Regions from separate parts of the Mus musculus genome. Here regions 1 and 3 are each linked to region 2. A link is a contact called in public promoter capture Hi-C data. All regions are on one chromosome and are shown on one strand. Each heading gives the region's core, a stretch centred on a gene start, on an enhancer-like site or on the middle of the called end of the contact. The rest is flanking DNA. Distances are from core to core; before and after follow the strand shown.

Region 1 (3,594 bases), core at 1,039-3,538, 4.8 Mb after region 2:
CCTCCCCAACTTGTTTCTTGGTCATGACGTTTGTGCAGGAATAGAAACCCTGACTAAGACAGTCAGGTAAATAAATAAATAAATAAATAAATAAATCCCAGGCCTCATCTTTTCAGATATGCGCCAAAGTAGGTCTTCATAACTTTCTCTATTGGATCCTATTACTATGTTCCCCCCAAAACAAATAAACAAATGCTCTAGAAATACGTTAGAGATTCAAGGGTGAACATCCATAATCACCTCCTAACTTTATGGTTTAAAATATGTCAACTCTTTAAATATCCTTTCAAAGTATTTCTCAAGCTGTGTTCTACAGAACACAGAGTACTCAAAGAACAAAAAGCATTCAGGAACAAAGAATTTTTTACTGTTAATTATTATGATGATGTTATTCATTTCCTTTGCATCCTGATGCCACCTCTCCTCGCTCCTCTCCTATGAGTACCTCCCTCTCATGTAGCTCCATCCACCATACCACCCCTTCTTTGCAGAAAAGGGGAGGCCTCCTAAGGACCAACCAGCCTTGGCATATCAAGTTGCAATAAGATTAGGTGCTTCTTCTTGAGACTAGACAATGCAGCCCAGATCGGGCAGAAGATTCCAAAGGCAGACAATGCAATCACAATATATTTGGGTTTCTATGCTTCAGAATAAATTTAAAATAGCCTGCCTAGATAATCTACAAGCTTCCATTCAACAGGACATCTTTTTTTTTTTTTTTTTTTTTGAGTTTTTTTTAGTCTTTGACTTAGTGATATAAAAGAATGTGTTTCATTTTGTCCTGGAAATACATTCATACCCTATCAACTGTTGTACACACAAATTCAAATACATGCATGTGGGTACACAATGCACACAGATTTATCAAACTGAAGCTTAAATATATGGCCATGTTATACACAATCATACACAGTACATGTATATTTATTTTGTGCATTCTTATTTCCTAATATACAGCTTTTAATTGTATAATTTCTCAAACAGCACCTCTAAATTCCTATCCACTGAGTGTTTTGAGGAACACACTCCACTGAGACTTTCTTCTCTCCAGTTTCACATGTTTTACTACCCTGCTGAGCTTCGGTAAACTAAGTTCCATGGCTGCCTTCCTGGCTCACATTTAATTTTTATCTCTCTTCACCAAATAATCGTGATGGTTAAAGTTTTATTCCCTTTATGTGTAAAATTTATTAAATTATGGTGGGTTTTCATTTCCTTAAAATGGCACAGAATCAACAGATCTGGCATTTTCCTGCCACTAGAGAAACTGGCTTACCTAGACTGTCACCCACTGTCAACTAGCATCAGTTACCTAGGGCATTAACAACAAATGTGTACGTGTGCTTCACTAGGCTAACAAAAAGAGACTGTAGCAATAAAGTGGAATTCACACTTTTTTGAGGTCTAAATCTCAAGAAACAATACACTTAAGGGTCTTAAACTAATATTGCTATGCCCCTTATCACTGCCAGGCACTGAAACAGATCAAGGATAGCTCTGCTTATCAGCTATAGTATCTGGGCTTTTAAGTAAGTTACTAGATTTCAAACTACTTTTGGAATATGACTTGGGTTGCCCAGGGTCAGTAAGGCAAATTTGTATCCAACGCACTCCAGAGCATCTAGAAAAACCTAGCTTATTTTCAACTCAACCAGGAGGAAATACATCTGTCAGTAGCTTGAGTTCCAACGGAGGTGTCTGACAACATAGGAGCAAAGCAATCTCAAACCATCTAGGGGATCCTACAGCTCTCCCGGCAAGCCAGAGATGTGAGAAGAGAGTGAGGTTGCAATCCTCCTTCCTGGAAAGGATCAAGACTGAGGAGAATTATAGAGGACAAAAACTGCTAACAAGTAAGTGAAGTTAACAGCGGCTCTCAAAGTTCAGAGCAAATAAAAGTCCAACAGGCGTGGTGACCATGCGCCCACGGAGGAGGAGGAGGACCCAGGAATTAGTGCTGTTTAGCTTTGCCAAGCTGCCAGAGAGGAGGCGCGTGGGGCCAGGGAGCCCGAGCAGATCGCCCCGCCTCTTCCGGTGGCCGTGGCGCCGGCCGGCCCACGCGGCGCCCCAAGAAGTGGCTCCGGATGTTTCTACAGTGGCCGCGTCAGGATATAGCCTTGCCCAAGAGTAAAGCGATGGCCCCAGTCCTCATTACCTGATCAGGGCCGCGACCCTCATTCTGGGCGCAGTGTGCGTGCGTACGTGCGTGCGTGCGGTAACCACAGACGCCAGGCCCGGGATCCCGCGGCGACTGGACCTACACGCGCGGTCCTCGACCTGGTGTCTGCTGCGCTGCCTGCCCTCGACCATGCCTACTGCCCCTTCAGCACCTTGCTGAACACCCGGGTGTAGAGGCTAGGTAGTCTCAGCATCTGTTCCCTGATACATGGATATATGGCTCAGAATTTACAAAAAGAAAAAAGTTTAGGCACAGCCTAACCACCTAAGTAAGGGCAGTGAAGCTGCCAAGGGAAGGGCATGGTCCTTGGTAAACCGCTTGAGGGTGCTGGGATTGTCTGGGTAGTAAATTCAAAGTCACAAGTTCTAAGATTTGAAACACTACCTTGGAAAGGGGATTTAGTCTCTCTCCTCTCTTCGTCAACTACAAGAAAGAAATCTTTTCGCCCTTCCTACCCCCCCTCCAAAAAAAAAAACCCACTAACCCCTGATCACTTTTAACTTCGAGGTTTGCATCTCTGCCCATTGAACCAGTGAGGCTACATGACCTCCGCCTCCTATACTGTGTTTTTGCATTTTCCCAATACAGAAACTGAAAAACTTGCACTCCAGAAAGCAAAACGAAAATCTAATTTAAAATACGTTTGCCAGTACTTAGTTATTTGAATGTACTAAGCACTCTTTGGAGCTCCTGGGATCAACTGGTGTACGATATAGACCACCATGCCTACCTACATCCATGAACAAGGAGTTTGTGTAGAGGTGTAGGAAGAAGAGAATTTAAAAAGAGAATTGTATGTTAAAGTGAAAAATACTGTACCAAAAGAGAGAGAAAGAGAGAGACAGAAAAAAAATGCAGAAATAGAGGGTACACGTGGCATTATTGGTGAGTTAAACTAACTTAAACATATACATCTTTGAATATTATTCATATGTAAAGAATGTATATATATATATATATATATATATATATATATATATTTTTTTTTTTTTTTTTTTTTGAGACAGGTTTTCTATGTGTAGCCCTGGCTGTCCTGGAACTCACTCTGTAGACCAGGCTGGCCTAGAACTCAGAAATCCACTTGCCTCTGCCTCCTGAGTGCTGGGATTAAAGGTGTGCGCCACCACTGCCTATGTATATACACATTATATACATGTAATACATATATATATATATATATATATATATATATATATGTGTGTGTGTGTGTGTGTATATGTGTGTGTGTGTGTATATATATATATATATATATATATATATGTATATATATACATATATATATCTCCAGTGAATGCCCAAACTCCCAAAATCCGTCTTCCCAATGTATCCATGTTGAATAAATCTCCCTTTCTGATTTCTACTTTCACCTGGCTTTTTTTTTTCCAGCCTGCTGGTTCTGGCCATATTTATTTCAT
Region 2 (3,999 bases), core at 1,083-3,582:
CTAGTTGCTTTTGAGAAAGTATGTATGGAAAGTAATTTTTTAGAAGAATTTATATGTTTAGTATGAAACTGTGGGGCTGGGGGTTAACCCAGGATATCAGACATGCTAGACAAATACTCAACCACTGAGCTATACCCATGCCCCCTAAAACGTCTTTCAGTATGACTTCTCTCCTGATAATTTTATCAGCTTAATAAGTTGGCTCCTTCCCTTTAAAAAAACCACACATACCTGAGAATCATAAGTCAGTGGTAGTAGCACACTGTTTATGTAGCTTAGGCTGAGGTCATACTGGATTAGAGTAGGCCCCTGGTCTCCTCCCCTGGTCTAATAGGACTGGTCTCCTTCTAAGAAAATGCTCAGACGAAAATAATAGTGAGACTGCCATGTGAGTATGAAAACAAAGACTGAGTGTGATGGTTGGCATATGTTCTGCCCAGGAAGTGGCACTATTAGAAGGTATGGCTCAGTTGAGGCAGGTGAGGCCTTGTTGGAGTAGGTGTGTCACTTGTGGGTGTGGGCTATCACAGCAACTTCCTAAGTGCCTGGAAGTCAGTCTTCCACTTGCAGCCTTCAGATGAAGATGTTGAACTCTCAGCTCCTCCTGCACCATACCAGCCTGGATGCTGCCATGCTCTTGCCTTGATGATAATGGACTGAACCTCTGAACCTGTAAGCCAGCCCCAATTAAATGTTGTCTTTGTAAGACTTGCCTTGGTCACGGTGTCTGTTTACAGCAGTAAAACCCTAACTAAGATGCTGAGTAGCACAAGTCAGGAACACCAGAGACTTCCAGAAAACTGCTAGAAAGCCAGGCAGAGACAAGGAAGGGTTCCTGTAGATTAGAAATGAACATAGTACCTTTATTCCTGACTTGTAGCTCTCAGATTTGTGAGGCAATTATCTGTGGTTTTAAAACATTCCGCTTGTTATACTTCACTATGGAAGCTCTAGAAAACAAGGAGGGAATTCTAGTTTGAGAATTATTCAATTTTCTGTAACAGTTTTATAGCTTGCAGAGTCCTTCCAGCTGTGTTAAGGAAAGAAAGTGCATCCTGTTTCAATTTCTAGTCCTTAGAAGGTGACCTTTTATTCTCTGGAAACTTTTATGGTCTTCTGCGTAAGCCTGGAATTCTGGGATTTTTTGTGTGTTTATCATCAAAGACATGGAAAAAGACTACTCCAAAGGAGCAGAAGATAGAGATAAAGCTCAGATTTGTGTAGCTTGTACAAGTCTGCAGATTCGAGTCTCTGGAAAAGTAAGTAATGTGTAACCCCAGCTCATAAGAATAGCTCCTGTCAGCCAAGAAAACCTGTGTCATTTGTATGGAGCATGAGGAAGCTTGAAGGCTACTGCCCAGTGGTGGGATTCAACTACCTAATAACAACATGTAGAAAACTGCAGTTCAACGGAAAGAATGGGTCACCTGCAACCAGCTATTAAAACAATCCTGTCGTGCAGGTGTTACAAACTTAACACTGGACTATGATCTTTGCTACCCAAATCCAAGTTTCACAAAAATTATTTCATTGAAATTAGTGACTAAAAATATTTGGGTCCACCAAGTCTTCAAGAGTGGCCCTATGAGGATCTGGAGATGACAGACAGTGCTGTTAGGAGTACTGGCTCCTTTTCCAGGGGTCCTGGGGTTAGATTCCCAACACCCACAGGGCAGGTCTCAACCATCTGTAACTCCAGTTCCAGGGGAATAGATGCCCTCTTGTGGCCTCAGGTTTGTAAATGGTGCAGATATACATAAGGGCAAAACACCCATTAATATAAAAATTCTTACAAATTACAAAATGTACCCATAAAACAAAATCTATGCTTCATCCTTCATTCACAAGCAGATTTTGAATCGGCTAACTAAAAACAATACTTCGTGTATACCAAAGCGTTCTCTCCCGGTTGTTTTTTTTCCCACCTTTCTGCTCAAAGAGAGTTTTAGATAAAATTCGAATTGTAAATTTTTTAAATTAGATCAAGCTAGGATATTAAGAATTTATAAGAGGACTCGGACATGGGGAAACCAGCCTAGACGGTCAGAGGCTGCCGTCGGTCGGGTAAGGGCCGGAACTAAGGTCCTGACTTCCCCGAGGCAGGGGACACTCGGGACATCGGTTCTTTTCAACCTCAGGTTGTTGGAAGTGGACGAGCACAGACCCACGAAAGGAGGCCACCCGTCGGTCGCAAAGCGTCCCCGGCTACCGCTCTGCGTAGTTACCCGCATCCTTCTAGCTCTCGCGTTACTACCATCCTCGCCCTTCCGCTTTCTCGGCCTGGTCCACCGCGGCCCCTCTGTCGTCACTTCCTGTGGGTCTGCACCTCCGAAGAGAAGATGGCGGCGCTGGGCGAACCTGTCCGGCTGGAAAGGGGTGAGTGCGGCGGGGGTCGCGGCCGCGGTGGGTGGGGCGGGTCGAGACTACGAACCGCTCTGCCTGCGGGCCGGAGCGGAGGCAAGGTGACCCGGACGCTGAGCCCCGGAAGCCCTCGGCGGCCTCGGCGCCGGGCGCTGCTCGCGGGGGGCGCTGGCTGGCGTTTGAAAGCTCGCCAGAGCCGGCCGTTGAGGCTGGCGGCGGGCACAGCACGGCTCAGCGGCCTGCCCACGGCTGTAGGCACGGGCGCTCCCTGGGTCCGCACCGCAGCATCGGCTTTCAGCTTCATAGACCCTAAAAGCCGAGGCCACCACGCAGCCCGGCACTGTCTACGGTCAGTGTGCGCGAACAGATCAGTGTGGCCTCTTGGCCTGGTTCTGCCACTTGGCCGACACAGACACATTCCCGCAGAAACTCCCTCGCCCCCATTTAAAACTCAGACTCCTTCAGTACTGTGACCACAGCCTCCGGGCTTTGAGTTGCTCTTTCCTAACTTTCGCACCCCTCCAGCCACGGAGAGGATGCTTACAAAAACAAAAACAAAAAACAAACAAAAAAAAAACCCTCCAACTGACTTGATCTTGGGAAGGAGATTACATAACTAGGTGGAGTAGTGATTTGATTGTAAGTCACTTTTAAGTGCCATGCAATTCCATACTCATAAACCCTACACTTGGAAACCTGGTTGGTTGATTGCTTCTTAGAGCAAACAGCCAAGAAAAACCAACCCGATTGAAGAGAAGCCTGTGAAAAGACTCTCCCAGGGTCCAGTTGCAGCTTTCCAGTATTGTACTCTGTTCTGCCCCAACTTAAATTTCAGACAACTGGAACAAGCTTTGTACAATTCGGTAGTCATAGTAACCAGAAAGTACCAGTTAAGCATTTCGAGTGCTGTTGGCAAACATCGCCTGGGATGGAGTTTGACATTGCATATATTTAGTATTCACAATTATAATCTCAATATCGTCCAAGAAGGAAATCATTTTATAAAATTTGTGTATGTAATAGAACCTCTTTCCTCACACACTGTGCTGATTATGATTCGTTTTGCTTTTTATTGTAGTGACCATGGGAGCCTTTTGTTTCTTTTTAAATAAATGAACTTGTTTGTGACAGGGTAGCTTGGGAAAGAATAAGGTAGGCTTACAGCTGTGTCATTTTCCCCTCAAGTACTACGGTGTCAATGTGCTTTGAACACATTGTTACACAGGAACAAATCTGTTGGTGTTAACCAGAAGAGTTGCAAGTTTCAAACAAGATGGCGTTCTTTTGTATCTTTAAATGAAGCACAAAATGTGGACCTTTTCCCTCTGACATCTGCTTTTTGCTGTTAGGAAGTTTTTCAGTTAAACAGTAGAAAGCTCAAAATATTGGTAGGAATGAAGTCCTAGTTGGTTTTTGCCAGTTAGCAGGATAAGCAAGGCAGTTGGTGTCAAGTCCGATTCTGATCAAGAATTCTAACAGACCTAGCATATTCTCAAAAGTTCCACAGTACAATTCCACAGCAAAATACCAGTACATATGACCAAGTTCCTGTTTGCTTCAAAATCATCAAAGCACAATTCACTGGTGCACAAACTTAATGAGCATATATTTGGTATAGAGTGTTTAACTCATTTCTAA
Region 3 (4,084 bases), core at 575-3,074, 4.3 Mb after region 2:
AAACACATAATTAAAAATTAAAATTGAAAAACAAAATAGTTCTTACTGATTTTTAAAAACAAAACAAAATCTCTTTTTAAAAAACCAGAAACTCTAGGGAGCACATTTTTTAATAGGTAACTGCACTGTCTGGTAGACTTCAATGCTTGGTGTATCACTAGACAGACACACAGACAGAAAGATGAACGGACAAATGAAACCACGTCTGAAGTGTTCTTCTTCCAAGAAGCTTCTGCAACACTAACGGACAACTAACGCTTCCATCTTTCAGGTTGTAAACAGTTTCAATATATTCTTCTATTTCTGTATTATAAACATTTCACTGATTATTCATCCTCATTGAAGTGAAACAGAGAAGATGGTACCTGTGTGTTCTTTTCATTTACAGCTCAATATCTTACAATCAGCAGACTTTATAAGAGACCTTCTACAATGTGAAAACTTTCTTGTGAACCCTATGCTGGCCTCAAAACAGACAAGGCTAGCCTTGAACTCCATTCCCCACTGTCTTCACATCTCACATGCTGGGAATGAAAGACAGGCACCATCTCTCCTCCGCACTTTCCCTCTCGGTTCATGTGTTCCTGTCATTCTAGCTCTTTCTTTACATTCAAACTTTAAGGTATCAGCACTTGCCTGGACTGTTTTTGTGTTCTTTCTCAAACTGTGTACTTATCTGCATTTAGCTTTAATGCGGTTAAGAAGTCGGGATAGCCTCTCTAATATTGTATAAAAGGATGAAAATAAAGAAAACCAAGTTAACAGGATCCACTTTTTAGTTACCATGGCATATTCAAGTAACCGCAGCTATAGCCATAAAAGCATAAAATTAGGGGGGAAAGGAGGGAGAGACAGACAGACAGGTACAGAGAGAAAGGAAGGGAGGAAAGAAGAAAGGAAGGGCACTTTGGGTAAAAGCATAGGCCAGATCACAGCACTTTCAAAGATTCCAGTCATTATCCCAGGGACAATCAGAATTGTTTACGGGACACTGTAGGAAGACAAGTAATGTGAGCAGGTTTGCACCAGTGAGCACTCTGGAGCAATCTGAAGAACAGGCTGCAGGAGGGCAAGAGGAAATATGACAGATCAACAAGTCTTAGTGGGGAAGGCATCTTTGGGCGAGAGAGGTCCAGAAATACAGACAAACACTGTGTAGACATGCTGGGGCTAAGCGAATGGAAACAGTTTCTAGGCTTCTGCCCTGACAAATCTGCGGAGCCAGAAGAGGCGCGGGAGGGCTTAAATTTTCCCGCACTTACACTCTCAATAATTTCCTAAGAATTAACAAGGATGTGAAAGGCTACAGGCCCGGAATTGGCTCTGTTGTCTCCTAAATGAAAGGTTATAATGACAATTAACTGCCATAGAGCGATCTACTTGTAGACAGAGTCTTGTCAGAGTAATACAATTCAGAAGCACGCTTTGTGGTCTAACGAGGAGCGGCCTCTTTCACTGCAGCTTTTCCAATGTTTAACTAGCAACTTGCACGTACACAAGATATCAAAATCAATCCCAATCCCGGGCTTTAGGTCCTCGGCATCCCTCCTTACACAAGCGGGCACGCCGGGGCTCACCTGAGTGACGAACTCCGCGTTGATCTGGGACACCGTGGGGGCCACGATTTTCTTGGGCTGCGCAGGAGCCGCCATCGCAGCGATCGCCACTGAAGCTGACCAGAGGCTCGTAGCGGCGACTCTCGAAAGCTTTCAAGCAGCGGCGGCGACCCAGCCCCGAGGTGCCAGAGCGCCCGGCACAGACACGCTGGGCTCCCACGGTTCCTCCCGGAACCTGAGAAGTCCCGGCGTTCCCCGGAAGCAGAACTAGTGGGCCCGGAAGTCAAGGCAAGAGTTAAGCTTGAGCTAGAAAGTAGGCTGCCTTTACCTGTCTCTTTATTGCCCCCTAGTGGAAGGAAGAAAGATAACATACAGCGTGTAGGATTGGGTCATAGGGAGAGAGGGGGCTGAAAGATGTGTTGAATGTGATTAATAAAGGTGGGAGTTGAAAGAATAGGATGTCGACTTTATTTGAACGCTAAAGAAAAATATAGTAAAAAGCAAAACCCATACTCTTAGAATTTGAGGCACCGTGTGACTTCAAAAACTGCCTGGAAGTACTGATTGCCATACAATAAACATAAACCAAGTGTAAAACTTAATACACTTTGAAATAGTTGTCTATCTATTATTGTATCACCAGAATCATGGCAATGAGATTACCCAAAGCCATTAAAAGTTACTATGTGTCCTTCTGCCTTCAACCTATCACCCCTTTTTCTCACACAGTCTTCTACTATCATGGATCCTCTGGGTCACTGTTAACTACAGAATTTTATATAAACTTTATGCAAATTTGCAGAGGAATAAAAGAGAGATTGATCAGCGGTTAAGAGCACCAGGTGCTCTTCCAGATGACCTGGGTTCAATTCCCAGAAGCCACATGGCAGCTCTCAATTGTTTGTAACTCCAGGTCCAGAGGCTCTGACACCCTCACACAGACATACATGCACGCAAAACACCAATTCACATGAAATAAAAGTAAAAATAAAATTTAAAAAGAAACTATTTTACATACATTTTAGAATATGTTCTTTTTTGGTCACTCAAAATTATTTTGAGATGCATCTGTGTTGTTCATATCAGTCACTGATTCAGTTGTATTGCTAAATAATAGCCAACTTTTCAGACATACTACAATCCATAAATTTAGTAATATGTTGATATGCGTTTAGATTGTTTCTAGTTGCTGACTACTACAAGAAAGTCCTCTACAGGCGATTCTAAGTCATTATGTAGACATACATTTCCTCTGAAGCAACACATTCAATGGTGTATGTTTGCCATTTTAAGAAATGTCTGTCTTTCCAAAGCAGTTGTGCCTTGCTAACATTTGAGACTTGTGTTGTCTTCTTTCCCTTACCGACTTTTAATATGGATAGTTTTTAAAGTTGTTTTAGGCATACTACGTATGTGGTACATCACAGTATAGGTGTAATTCATGTTCCTCCAATGGTCCATGATGCTGAACTCACAACTTCTTGTGAGTTTTATGCTTTTATCCTCACTAGGGAAATAACTGTTTAAAACTTTAGCCTGGTTCTTATTTGGTCACTTATTTTATAATTCTTGGGTTAGCACACCCATCCCATTTACAAACTCATACATAGGTTGAACAGTTATCTCTAGTAAGTCCTCTCTAGAGGAATATAGGCAGTAGACTGGTACACCATTCTCTCTCTCTTAATTTGTGATATATACCCATCTGCCCAAAATGAGGACTGTGAAAGAAAATAGCTGTAGGTCTGGCCATCAAGTATATACATGTTGTAGCTTTCGTCCCTCCATCTTTTATGGTTTGTAGACATATAGATAAAAATTTGCTCGATTACAATTTTAAATGTAAAGCATTCTGAATATATAACTACCACTGACATGTTATTGCCAACTATGGCATCTATAAAACAGTAGGGCAGGCTTTCAAATGACTTTGATGATGACTCTTAAGATGCTGAAATCGTTATTTTTATACTTCACCATAACTACCCATCAGGCCTTGAATGCAGGTCATGGTGGAAGGACATTAGGAATTAGGAATGAGACTTGAGTTCCCGAGTCCTTAAATCTTCAGGGAAGACCTTGTAAAGACAGTGTGGAAACAGCGGTTGGGGATTATTTTGGGATGATACCTTTTGAGTGGTGTATCAGAGAGGTTGGAGTAGGTAACATGGAGGTGGGGATTTCTGCTGGAAGTAACAAAATCAAAGGGTGGAAAGAGCCAAGGGTGAGCTCCAGCAGGACCGATGTAATGGAAGAAACAAACAGTGAAGACACTTGGCGAACAGAAAGAGCACAAATCTATTCTAAGTAGTTAAAAGGTGTAAAAAACCACACATCAAAAAATACAGAAATAGGCTGAGTTTTAAAGGGGAAACTGGTTCCATTGAATAGAAAATAGATCTGAGGTAGCTATCATTAGATGCTGGAAAAGCCTTTGACAAAACCCAACACCCTCTCATGTTAAAAGTCTTGGAGAGATCAGGGATACAGGTGCATATCTAAACATTATAAAGGCAGTATACACCCCA

Evidence for each region. Promoter capture Hi-C pulls out the DNA fragments that hold promoters and counts their contacts.
Region 1: a promoter capture Hi-C map of pre-B cells shows a contact between it and region 2. The contact joins the promoter of Dph6 here to the promoter of Lin7c in region 2. A contact is called at or near these places in 1 of 39 promoter capture datasets (pre-B cells) and 1 of 484 Hi-C or Micro-C datasets (CD4 T cells).
Region 3: a promoter capture Hi-C map of pre-B cells shows a contact between it and region 2, with 5 times the contacts expected there. The contact joins the promoter of Aqr here to the promoter of Lin7c in region 2.

What each region holds. Positions count from the first base shown.
Region 1 is chr2:114,652,676-114,656,269 of GRCm38.p6, forward strand. Dph6 (diphthamine biosynthesis 6) reads right to left here and starts at 2,289. Exons shown (of 9, transcript NM_025675.5): 1 at 2,156-2,289. The coding sequence starts at 2,178.
Region 2 is chr2:109,888,546-109,892,544 of GRCm38.p6, forward strand. It overlaps Lin7c (lin-7 homolog C (C. elegans)), which reads left to right and starts at 2,333. Exons shown (of 5, transcript NM_011699.3): 1 at 2,333-2,376. The coding sequence starts at 2,340.
Region 3 is chr2:114,173,515-114,177,598 of GRCm38.p6, forward strand. It overlaps Aqr (aquarius), which reads right to left and starts at 1,825. Exons shown (of 35, transcript NM_009702.3): 1 at 1,578-1,825. The coding sequence starts at 1,652.